Regions from separate parts of the Nomascus leucogenys genome. Here region 1 is linked to region 2. Evidence: chromatin contacts called from public Hi-C data. All regions are on one chromosome and are shown on one strand. Each heading gives the region's core, a stretch centred on a gene start, on an enhancer-like site or on the middle of the called end of the contact. The rest is flanking DNA. Distances are from core to core; before and after follow the strand shown. Region 1 has its middle 39 kb from the start of LBR. Region 2 overlaps SDE2 (replication stress response regulator SDE2).

Region 1 (4,524 bases), core at 1,191-3,690, 510 kb before region 2:
TTTTCCTGATCCACAGTGCCATGAGACGTCTTTGGTTGAGCGCCTGCCAGATGGCTATGAAATGAGCTGTCTGTGCACAAGAAACGAGGTGAGAGGAATGCGCCGTCCCCCAACCTGGAAGGACAGACAGGACTTTGTGCTCCTCCGCCAGGCTCCCAGAGTGGGAAGGAAGGATGGGCTTGGGAGCTGATTCTCTGTGCTTCAGGGGCTGCCCAGGCAAGAAGGAACCACCTCCCACAGTCAGACCAGAGAGGAATCACTTGAGTTGCCCGAGACCCAGCAGGAAGGGGCCCTTGGGCTTGGGGTCCTTCGACAGGAAAGGCCTGCCTCCTGCCCAGGCGGCCAGACTGCCCACGGGCCATGGTGTGGACCCTGGAAGAGCCACAGAGCTCCCCCGTCTCAAGAGCCCTGAAGGGGTCCCTGGGCACAGTCTGGCCACCCAGGAGGACCCCGTGGGGACATCTCTGAGCCCCTGGAGTGGGGGACACTGTTCAGGGAACAGAGGAGCCGCAGTGAGTGCCCAGGATTAAGCCAAGGTGGGCGCCATGCTCCTGTTCCCCCAGAAGCCTCAGGACTCCCACATGAGCCCATGTGTTACCGGAAAGGGGTCTGGATGCAGACCCTAAGAGAGGATTCTAGGATCTCGCGCAGGAAAAAATTCAGGGCGAGTCCGTAGAGTAAAGTGAAAGCAAGTTTATTAAGAAAGTGAAGGGGCCAGGTACAGTGGCTCACGCCTGGAATCCCAGCACTTTGGCAGGCTGAGGTGGGATCACCTGAGGTCAGGAGTTCGAGATCAGCCTGGCCAACGTGGTGAAACCCTGTCTCTACCAAAAATACAAAAAATTAGCCAGGCATGGTGATGGGCACCTGTAGTACCAGCTACTCAGGAGGCTGAGGCAGGAGAATCGCTCGAACCCAGGAGGCGGAGGTTGCAGTGAGCCGAGATCTCACCACTGCACTCCAGCCTGGGCAACAAGAGCTAAACTCTATTAAAAAAAAAAAAAGAAAGAAAGTGAAGGAAGAAAAGAATGGCTACCCCATAGACAGGGCAGCCCTGAGGGCTGCTGGTTGCCCACTTTTATGGTTATTTCTTGATGATATGCTAAACCAGGGGTGGATTATTCATGTCTCCCCTTTTTAGACCATATAGGGTAACTTCCTGATGTTGCCATGGCATTTGTAAACTGTCATGGCGCTGGTGGGAGTGTAGCAGTGAGGATGACCAGAGGTCACTCTCATGGCCGTCTTGGTTTTGGTGGGTTTTGGCCAGTTTCTTTACTGCAACCTGTTTTATCAGCAAGGTCTTTATGATCTGTATCTTGTGCTGACCTCCTATCTCATCCTGCGACTTCCTTAACCATCCAGGAATGCAGCCCAGTAGGTCTCAGCCTCATTTTCCCCAGCCCCTATGCAAGATGGAGTTGCTCTGGTTCGAACGTCTCTGACACATGCCGTGAGGACCCCTTCCCGCCCAGGAACCCAGTGGATGATTCCTCTCAGGAGGTGCGGCTGGGATTTAATTTAATTTAGGGAAATGATGCTTGTTTCATGTTCAAATGTTCTGGAGCGGTTACACCAGTGACAGAGACCCTCTGAACTTACACACACGAAAGGCAACTCATTAGCAGGAAGATGAGAAAGCAGAAACAGCCTCAAGACAGGAAGCTCGGCTTGGTGTCATCCAAATGTGTCTCCCCTTGACAAGCCACCTCCCATGATCTGCCGGTCCCCAGGGAGGACAGGCAAGAGGCGGTGATGGGCTGTCGACGTGCATCTGGGCGTGTGGCAGTTGACAGGGCACCTTCGTAGGTTTCTTCTCTGCAACTTCACTGCCACCCCCTCAGAAACTGAGACCCATCAGCAGCCGGCCTGAGGCACCCACAGCTGCAGAGAGCTGGGCACATCCAGGGCCTTGGGTGTGTCTCCCCTCCACTGTGCCAAGCCCAGGGGGGCTGGCAGGCCCCGTGGGTGTGGCCCAGAAAGACCCGCAGTGTCTGTCCCAGACCTCAGGGCCACAGACACCAGATAAGCACCCACTGCACTCAAGGCCTCTCTGATCAAGTCCCGCGCCCAGGCTCTCCAAGTCCTGACACTGAAGAGACCCCCAAAAGAGAAGGATGGAGCAGGGGGCAAGGCTCTCAGCTCCCGGGACTCACACCCAGCTGCAGAGGCAGGGGGAGCCGCCCTTTCTGTGGCCGGGGAAATTGAGGTCACTTCCTGTCTCGCTTCCCTCTCTCTGTGCCGGGTGCATCCTTCAGAAGGGGGATGGGTGGCTGCAGGGCAGCGCCAGGCAAGGCTGCGGAGAAGCCGGTGCTCCCTGTGTCTAGGACGAAGAACAGAGCAGGGGGCTCCTCGGCAGTGTCCCTTCACCTCTCTTCCTGCTCCTCGATTCTCCCCACCCCCACCACTGGCCCAGGTGGAGGCTCTAGGTGTTGAAGGTGCCGGCAGTGAGGGGCCTGCAGAGTCCGCGTCTCTCGGCAGCTGGAGGGGCTCTCGGAGGCCACTGGGAGCCAGAGAGGGAGGAGGTCAGAGGCCTACAGTTGGTTTTCCTGCTTGGAGAAAGAACAGATAGGAGCTTTCTAGGGCTGCGGCTCCATAAATAGATCTAACTGTCCTTTCTCTCTCTTTTATGTTCTTTCAAACATGAAGAAAGAAACAAGCTCTAGCAAGGGACTCAAGTTAGACCTGCAAGTATTTGCCAAAGGTTAAGGGGCCAGAAAGCCAGAAGGTGGACACAACCTCAGGGACCCTGGGCCATGAGCTGTGAGACCTCTAGGATCAGCAGGGCCCAACAGGGCCACGCAGGAAGCCCTAGCTTCAAAGCTACAGGCAGCGGGGAGTGGGTGGGGGCTCCCCAAAAACCACACACTGCTCCCCATACTCCTTTTAGAAGTGCCCCGGAAGACCTGGACCTGGCTGTGCACAAAAGCACCATGCTGTCCTCTGACCAGATCCCTTGGATGAGATCCTTAAAGACCCCCTGGAGCTCAGTTTCCTCATCAGTAACTGGAGAGGTTTGCACCCCAGCTCTGAGCCCACGATGGTGCATTTCACCCCCTGGACTGTGTCTGAAAACTTGAGAAGGAGTAGGGAATAGGACAGATGCGAACTGAGCTTCTTGATGGGGTCCCGTACCTGCCCCATATTTACTGCACTAGAAGCAGGGCCTGGAATCCACACCTCAACAAGCTCACGCTAAAATGGCAGACCGTGCCACGCTGGCCTTTGTGGGGCTCCTCAGCCACGTTTATGCACCTGCTGTTCTCTCTTTCTCCGTTATTTCCCCTAGATCTGCACTGCTGTGTCCCTGATTTCACTCAGATCACTGCCCAATGTCCTCTTCAGAGAGGTCTTTCCTAACTGCCTCCTCTAACAGGTAAACAAGTAATTTTTTAACGTAGGTATGTCCCATGCAATGTTTGGAAAATACCGATACTAAAACATTATTTGTAATTGATCTGAAATTGAAATGTAACTGGACATCTGGTATTATTATTTGCTAAATCCAGCAACCCTAAGCAACAAGGACTCTGCACCCCAGCCCCCAGACTATAGGCCATTTGTGAGCTTGAGTCTCCGGGGCGGCAGACAGGGCTGCAGCTGCTACCCCTGCCCAGCCCTTCCTCTCTGCTCCCCTCCCAGAAAGATGCATAAATGCCCGGGGTGGCCTAGGCAACTAAGGTGAATTGTCTTCTGGGCAGTCCTGCATACCTGCAGAGGAGTGTACCTGCAGAGGTGTGCACAGGAGTTTCTGGGCCAAGAACAAGACCTCAGGGCTTTCTCTTCCCATTCTCCCCTCCCCACCTCCTACCCCACATGTTTAAGGTGCCTTGAGTCCCCAGACGATCACACACTCTAGCCAACTGTACATATCGGTACACACTACAATGAGGCAACTGCTGCATGTGAGTGCCCCTGCCATAGGTAACAGGCACCATGGTTCAGACATATAAATAGAAGGTGAGGCTTCTGCCAGTAAGCATGGCAACCTGGAATTGGGGTGTGTTATAGGTTAAATGGTGTGTCCCCTCAAACTGCATATGCTGAAGTCCTAAGCCCCAGGACCTCAAAACGTAACCCTATTGGGAGATAGAGTCTTTACAAAGGTAAATCAAGAGGGCATAAGGTCATTAGAGTGGGCCCTAATCCAATATGACTGGTGTTCTTATACAGAAAGAAACCTGGGGCCAGGCATGGTGGCTCACGCCTGTAATCCCAGCACTTTGGCAGGCCAAGGCAGATGGATCACCTGAGGTCAGGAGTTCAAGACCAGTCTGACCAACATGGCGAAACCCCGTCTCTGCTAAATACAAAAAATTCACCTGGCGTGGTGGTGTGCACCTGTAATCCCAGCTGCTTGGGAGGCTGAGGCAGGAGAATCGCTTGAACCTGGGAGGTGGAGGTTGCAGTGAGCTGAGATTGTGCCACTGCAACTCCAGCCTGGGCAACAGAGCGAGACTGCCTCCCCCCCCCAAAAAAAAGAGAAAAAAGAAAGAAACTTGGACACAAACGCATGCCATTGGA
Region 2 (5,074 bases), core at 446-2,945:
GGATCATGAGGTCAGGAGTTCAAGACCAGCCTGACCAACACGGTGAAACCCTGTCTCTACTAAAAATACAAAAATTAGCCGGGCGTGGTGGCACGCACCTGTAATCCCAGCTACTCAGGAGGCTCAGGCAGGAGAATTGCTTGAAGCCAGGAGGTGGAGCTTGCAGTGAGCCGAGATCGCGCCACTGCACTCCAGCCTGGGCTACAGAACAAGGCTCCATCTCAAAAAAAACAAAACTGTCGGCCAGGCGCAGTGGGAGGCCGAGATGGGCAGATCACCTGAGGTCAGGAGTTTGAGACCAGCCTGGCCAACACAGCGAAACCCTGTCTCTACTAAAAATAGAATCAATCAATCAAATAAATGAATGAATGAATGAATAGCTGGGCGTGGTAGCGCACACCTGTAGTCTCAATTACTTGGCGTGGTAGCGCACACCTGTGGTCTCAATTACTTGGGAGGCTGAGGCAGGAGAATTGCTTGAACTCCAGAGGCACAGATTGCAGTGAGCTGAGACAGCACCACTGCACTCCAGCCTGGGCAACACAGCAAGGCTCTGTCTCAAAAAAACCAACCAACCAACCAACCAGTCAGGAAAGAAAGTGATGGGGGTGGGGGTTGCCATTTTAAACCCAGTGAGAGGTGAGAGTCTTCCCTGGGGACGTCTGGGGAAAGACTGTTCCCAAAGGAGAGACAGTCAGTGCCACGGCGGGGGGAGCACAGTGTGTTTGGCTGGTTCAGGAAACAGCAAGGAGGCCCTGGGGGCTGCGGTGGAGTGAGGAGGAGTAGATGAGGTCAGAGAGGGAAGAGGCGTACAGTCTGAGAGGGGACTGCCGGCCACTGCAAGTGCGTGGGCTTGTACTCCAAGGCAGATGGAGGGCTCTGACAGATGAGTGTCATCATGTGGGGTGCACCCCCAAATGTTTTACTGATCAGACATGCACAATTAATGTTTGGAGGCTGGAGGGCTGCAGAATAAATTCCACAACAAGCCCACTGTTTCCTCACTGAGGCTCGCAGTTGGAAGAGGAAGCCTGTGAGCCGTCTTGAAAGGTAAGTACCAGCCTGGCCACACAGTGAGACCTTGTCTCTGCAAGTACTTTTTAAAAGATTAGCCGGGCAAGGTGGCACATGCCTGTGGTCCCAGCCTGAGTGGTGGAGGCTGCAGTGAACTGTGATTGTGCCACTGCACTCCAGCATGAGCTACATAGCAAGACTTCATCTCAAAAAAAAAAAGAACTTCAACAAGGAGAGATAGGACATACCAGGCTAATCACCATTCCTACACTACCCCGTAATTGGACCAAATGATCTACTTGGTAAACTGAGGGATCCAGCACTACGGTATGGTGCAATACCCAGTATCACACTCCTGTTTTCATTGAGCATTTGTCTACAACTCCTAATTCCTTACTACTTTTTTGCAAGATGCTTTAAAGTCTGTCACCCCCATGCAAATTTCAGCTATGCCTCACAGCTCAATTCATAAAATTAAACAGATACCACAGTTTGCCAGATGAGGTCACCCAGCCCCGCACCAGCAAGGCCAAGGTTAGGACTCACAGACCACAGCTCTCCAACTTGTTTCTGCACCTGTGCCAGCCTGGCATGTAAGGAGTCCCCACAGGAAAGACATCTGACTGGTCATAAAGCTTTTATTTTACATATATTCCACTTATCACAAGGGTGGCTGAGGGAAGAGCAGAGCGTGCTAAAAGCCCCAAGTCCTCCCAGCCTCGTTGGCTTTGATTCAGCTCTGTACACGTGTGTTTGGATTAAGGTGGACAGTTCTGCTGTGCTCACTGCCTTGCCTTAGATGTGTTCTAGAGGGGCACTGCCTAATACAGGAGCTGAAAGTCACACGGCGCTATTAAGCACCTGGAATGTAGCCACTGTGAATTGACAAGTGCTGTAAGTGTAAAATACACACCAGATTCAGACTTAGCACAAAAATGTAAACTATCTCATTAACAATTTTCTTTTACTTATTGAAATATTTTGAATATTTTTGGGTTAAATAAAATATATTGCTAAAATTAATTTCACCTGCTTCTTTGTATTTTTTATTTATTTATTTATTTTTTGAGATGAGGTCTCACTCTGTCGCCCAGGCTGGAGTTGCAGTGACGCCTTCAAAGTTCACTGCATCATTGGCCGGGCGTGGTGGCTCATGCCTATAATCCCAGCACTTTGGGAGGCTAAGGCGTGCAGATCACTTGAGGTCAGGAGTTCAATACCAGCCTGGCCAACATGGTGAAACTTTATCTCTACAAAAAATACAAAAATTAGCTGGGCGTTGTGGCGCGTGCCTGTAATCCCAGTTACTCGGGAGGCTGAGGCAGGAGAATCACTTGAACTCGAGAGGCGGAGGTTGCAGTGAGCCAAGATCATGCCACTGCACTCCAGCCTGGGCAGCAGAGTGAGATTCCATCTCAAAAAAAAAAAAAAAAAAAATTCACTGCAGCCTCCAACTCCTGGACTCAAGCAATCCTCCCACCTCAGCCTCCCAAGTAGCTGGAACTATAGGCATGCACCACCACACCTGGCTATAATATCCTTTCCTGTATTCTAGTTCAGGCACACAAATAAGGCCATAAAGTTTAAGTCAATGTTTTTATGATTTTGATCAGAACCAGCCTAGAATTAACATCTGGTGTTCCTAGACTTTCTCGGGGGGTACTTTTCACCTTGAAAATCACTAACAGGTGCTGGCTTAAGATGGTAATATGAGCATATTTGTTTAATTCCCTCTTGCAAACTCCCATTTGAACTGACAAAAGGAATATGAGGAAGCTTGCAGTATAAGCACCAGAAGAGGAAGGAGGAAGGTAGCTATCTCCAAATCAAAATGTGTGGGTGAGTGAAATGGACCCACAGCAAAAGCCCATTAACATTCCCACGCACAGATCAGTGAGGGCTAGAAGAACTACAGCCACCTAGGAGAGTGGCAAGATGGTCAGTTTCTGCTCATCAGCAGCCTCCTTACTTTTAGCCTTTAATGCTACAAGAGGGGGCAATTACAAAACTCTAGTCTTTTCATTTGCCAGTCAAGGTCTATTTGCCTGCAGGGAGCAGGGCAACGGCTGCTCACACTCCCATGCTAAATAAAGCAGGGCCCAGCTAGAGCTCTGGCAACCTGAAGAGGATAACCAGGCCAATTAGGAGAGGGGCACTGGCCCAGCCAGCTTCATGCTGCCACAAAAGAAAGAAATTCTTTGGGCATGGCTGCCTGAGTCTCCCAAAGATGAACCTCTGATCTTGTAAAGTAAACCTTCACTAGGCTGGGCACGGTGGCTCAGGCCTGTAATCCCAGCACTTTAGGAGGCCTAGGCGGGTAGATCCCAAGGTCAGGAGATCGAGACCATCCTGACTAATACAGTGAAACCCCATCTCTACTAAAAATACAAAAAAATTAGCCGGGTGTGGTGGCACGTGCCTGTAGTCCCAGCTACTTGGGAGGCTGAGGCAGGAGAATGGCGTGAACCCGGGAGGTGGAGCTTGCAGTGAGCCAAGATGGCACCACTGCACTCCAGCCTGGGCGACAGTGCAAGACTCTGTCTAAAAATAAAATAAAATAAAAAAATTTTTAAAAGTAAACCTTCACTAAATGTTTCCCTGCTCCCTTTGGGTGTGCTTTTTAAGATCTGAACAGGCACCCACATAATTTGAAGAAAACTGTTTCCAACTACCCAAACTAGAAAAATAATCCTCCCTAAGCAACAGAACATACTGTGGCAGCCACGAAAATATGCCTCTCAGATCTCCTGCTGTGGGGAGTATCACTCAGTGATGCTCTGGGGCCACCGGGTTCACACTCAGGCCACACTTTCTGGGGACTCTTTATAGCCAACGAGCACAGTGCAGGTGCTAAGGCAGGCCCATTCTGGCAAGATGCCAACTCCTCCAAAAGGCAACTTTAGCTTGAAAATTCTCCATCAACTTAGCTATATTACAGAAATCATCTGAAGAACACAGAGAAGCGTCTGGTGGGAAAAAAAAAGAAAAAAAAAAAAAGACAGAGACTCAGAGACTGAGACCGAAGCTTAGTATATTTATAACTGAAGTCCCAGGAGAGAGAAAACATGGGTCAGGAAAAAGATCTGAGGAAATAATGGCTGACACTTTCCTATATTTGATTAAATGGCATAAATTTAGAGAGCCAAGAAATTCATCAAACTCCCAAGATAAAATACATAGAAAACCACACCTGAAACCTGCCAAAGAGAAAGATGCATTCTATAAAGGGAACAACTATTTGAATACCCACTGACTTGTCATCAGAAACAATGAAGGCCAGAAGACAGTGGAACAAGATCTATAAAGAGATTCTTTTTATTTTTTGAGACAGGGTCTCACTCTGTCACCCAGGCTGGAGTGCAGTGGCACAATCTTGGCTCATTGCAACCTCCGCCTCCTGGGTTCAAGCAATTCTCATGCCTAAGCCTCTCGAGTAGCTGGGATTACAGGCACGCACTGCCACACCTGGCTCATTTTTTTGTATTTTTAGTAGAGACAGCATTTCATCATGAAGGTCAGGCTGGTCTTGAACTCCTGACCTCAAATGATCCGCCCGCCTCAGCCTCCCAAAGTGCTGGGATTACAGGCCTGAGCCACTGCACCTAGCCAAGAGATTCTTTTTAAAAAAGAAAACTGGCCAGGCGCGGTGGTAATCCCAGCACTTTGGGAGGCCAAGGTGGGTGGATCACAAGGTCAGGAGTTGAGAACAGCCTGACCAACGTGGAGAAACCCCATCTCTACTAAAAATACAAAATTAGCCGGTTGTGGTGGCACACGTCTGTAATCCCAGTTACTCGGAAGGCTGAGGTAGGAGAATCGCTTGAACCCGGGAGGTGGAGGATGCAGTGAGCCGAGATTGTGCCATTGCACTCCAGCCTGGGCAATAAGAGGGAAACTCCATCTCAAAAAAAAAAAAAAAAAGAAAAAAAAAGAAAAAGAAAAAGAAAACTAATTTGTTGCCAGGAGACACAAAAAATGCTACAGAAAGTTCTTCAGGCTTAAGGGAAAGGCTACTAGATCTTCAAGAAGAAATGAAGAATATTAGAAATGGTAAATATGT

Evidence for each region. A called contact is a pair of places that touch in the nucleus more often than the background predicts.
Region 1: a Hi-C map of a lymphoblastoid cell line shows a contact between it and region 2, with 9 times the contacts expected there. The contact joins two enhancer-like sites. A contact is called at or near these places in 2 of 4 Hi-C or Micro-C datasets (a lymphoblastoid cell line and an unstated tissue).

Annotation. Positions count from the first base shown.
Region 1 is chr5:22,480,182-22,484,705 of Asia_NLE_v1, reverse strand. No RefSeq gene overlaps it. Among named protein-coding and RNA genes, the nearest start is that of LBR, 39 kb to the left of the region's middle. Within about 2 kb of position 2,440, the one cell type or tissue checked has an H3K27ac peak away from gene starts, as active enhancers do. A contact at or near this core is called in a lymphoblastoid cell line, where this site is marked.
Region 2 is chr5:21,964,247-21,969,320 of Asia_NLE_v1, reverse strand. All of the region lies in intron 7 of SDE2 (replication stress response regulator SDE2), which reads right to left. Among named protein-coding and RNA genes, the nearest start is that of SDE2, 20 kb to the right of the region's middle. Within about 2 kb of position 1,695, the one cell type or tissue checked has an H3K27ac peak away from gene starts, as active enhancers do. A contact at or near this core is called in a lymphoblastoid cell line, where this site is marked.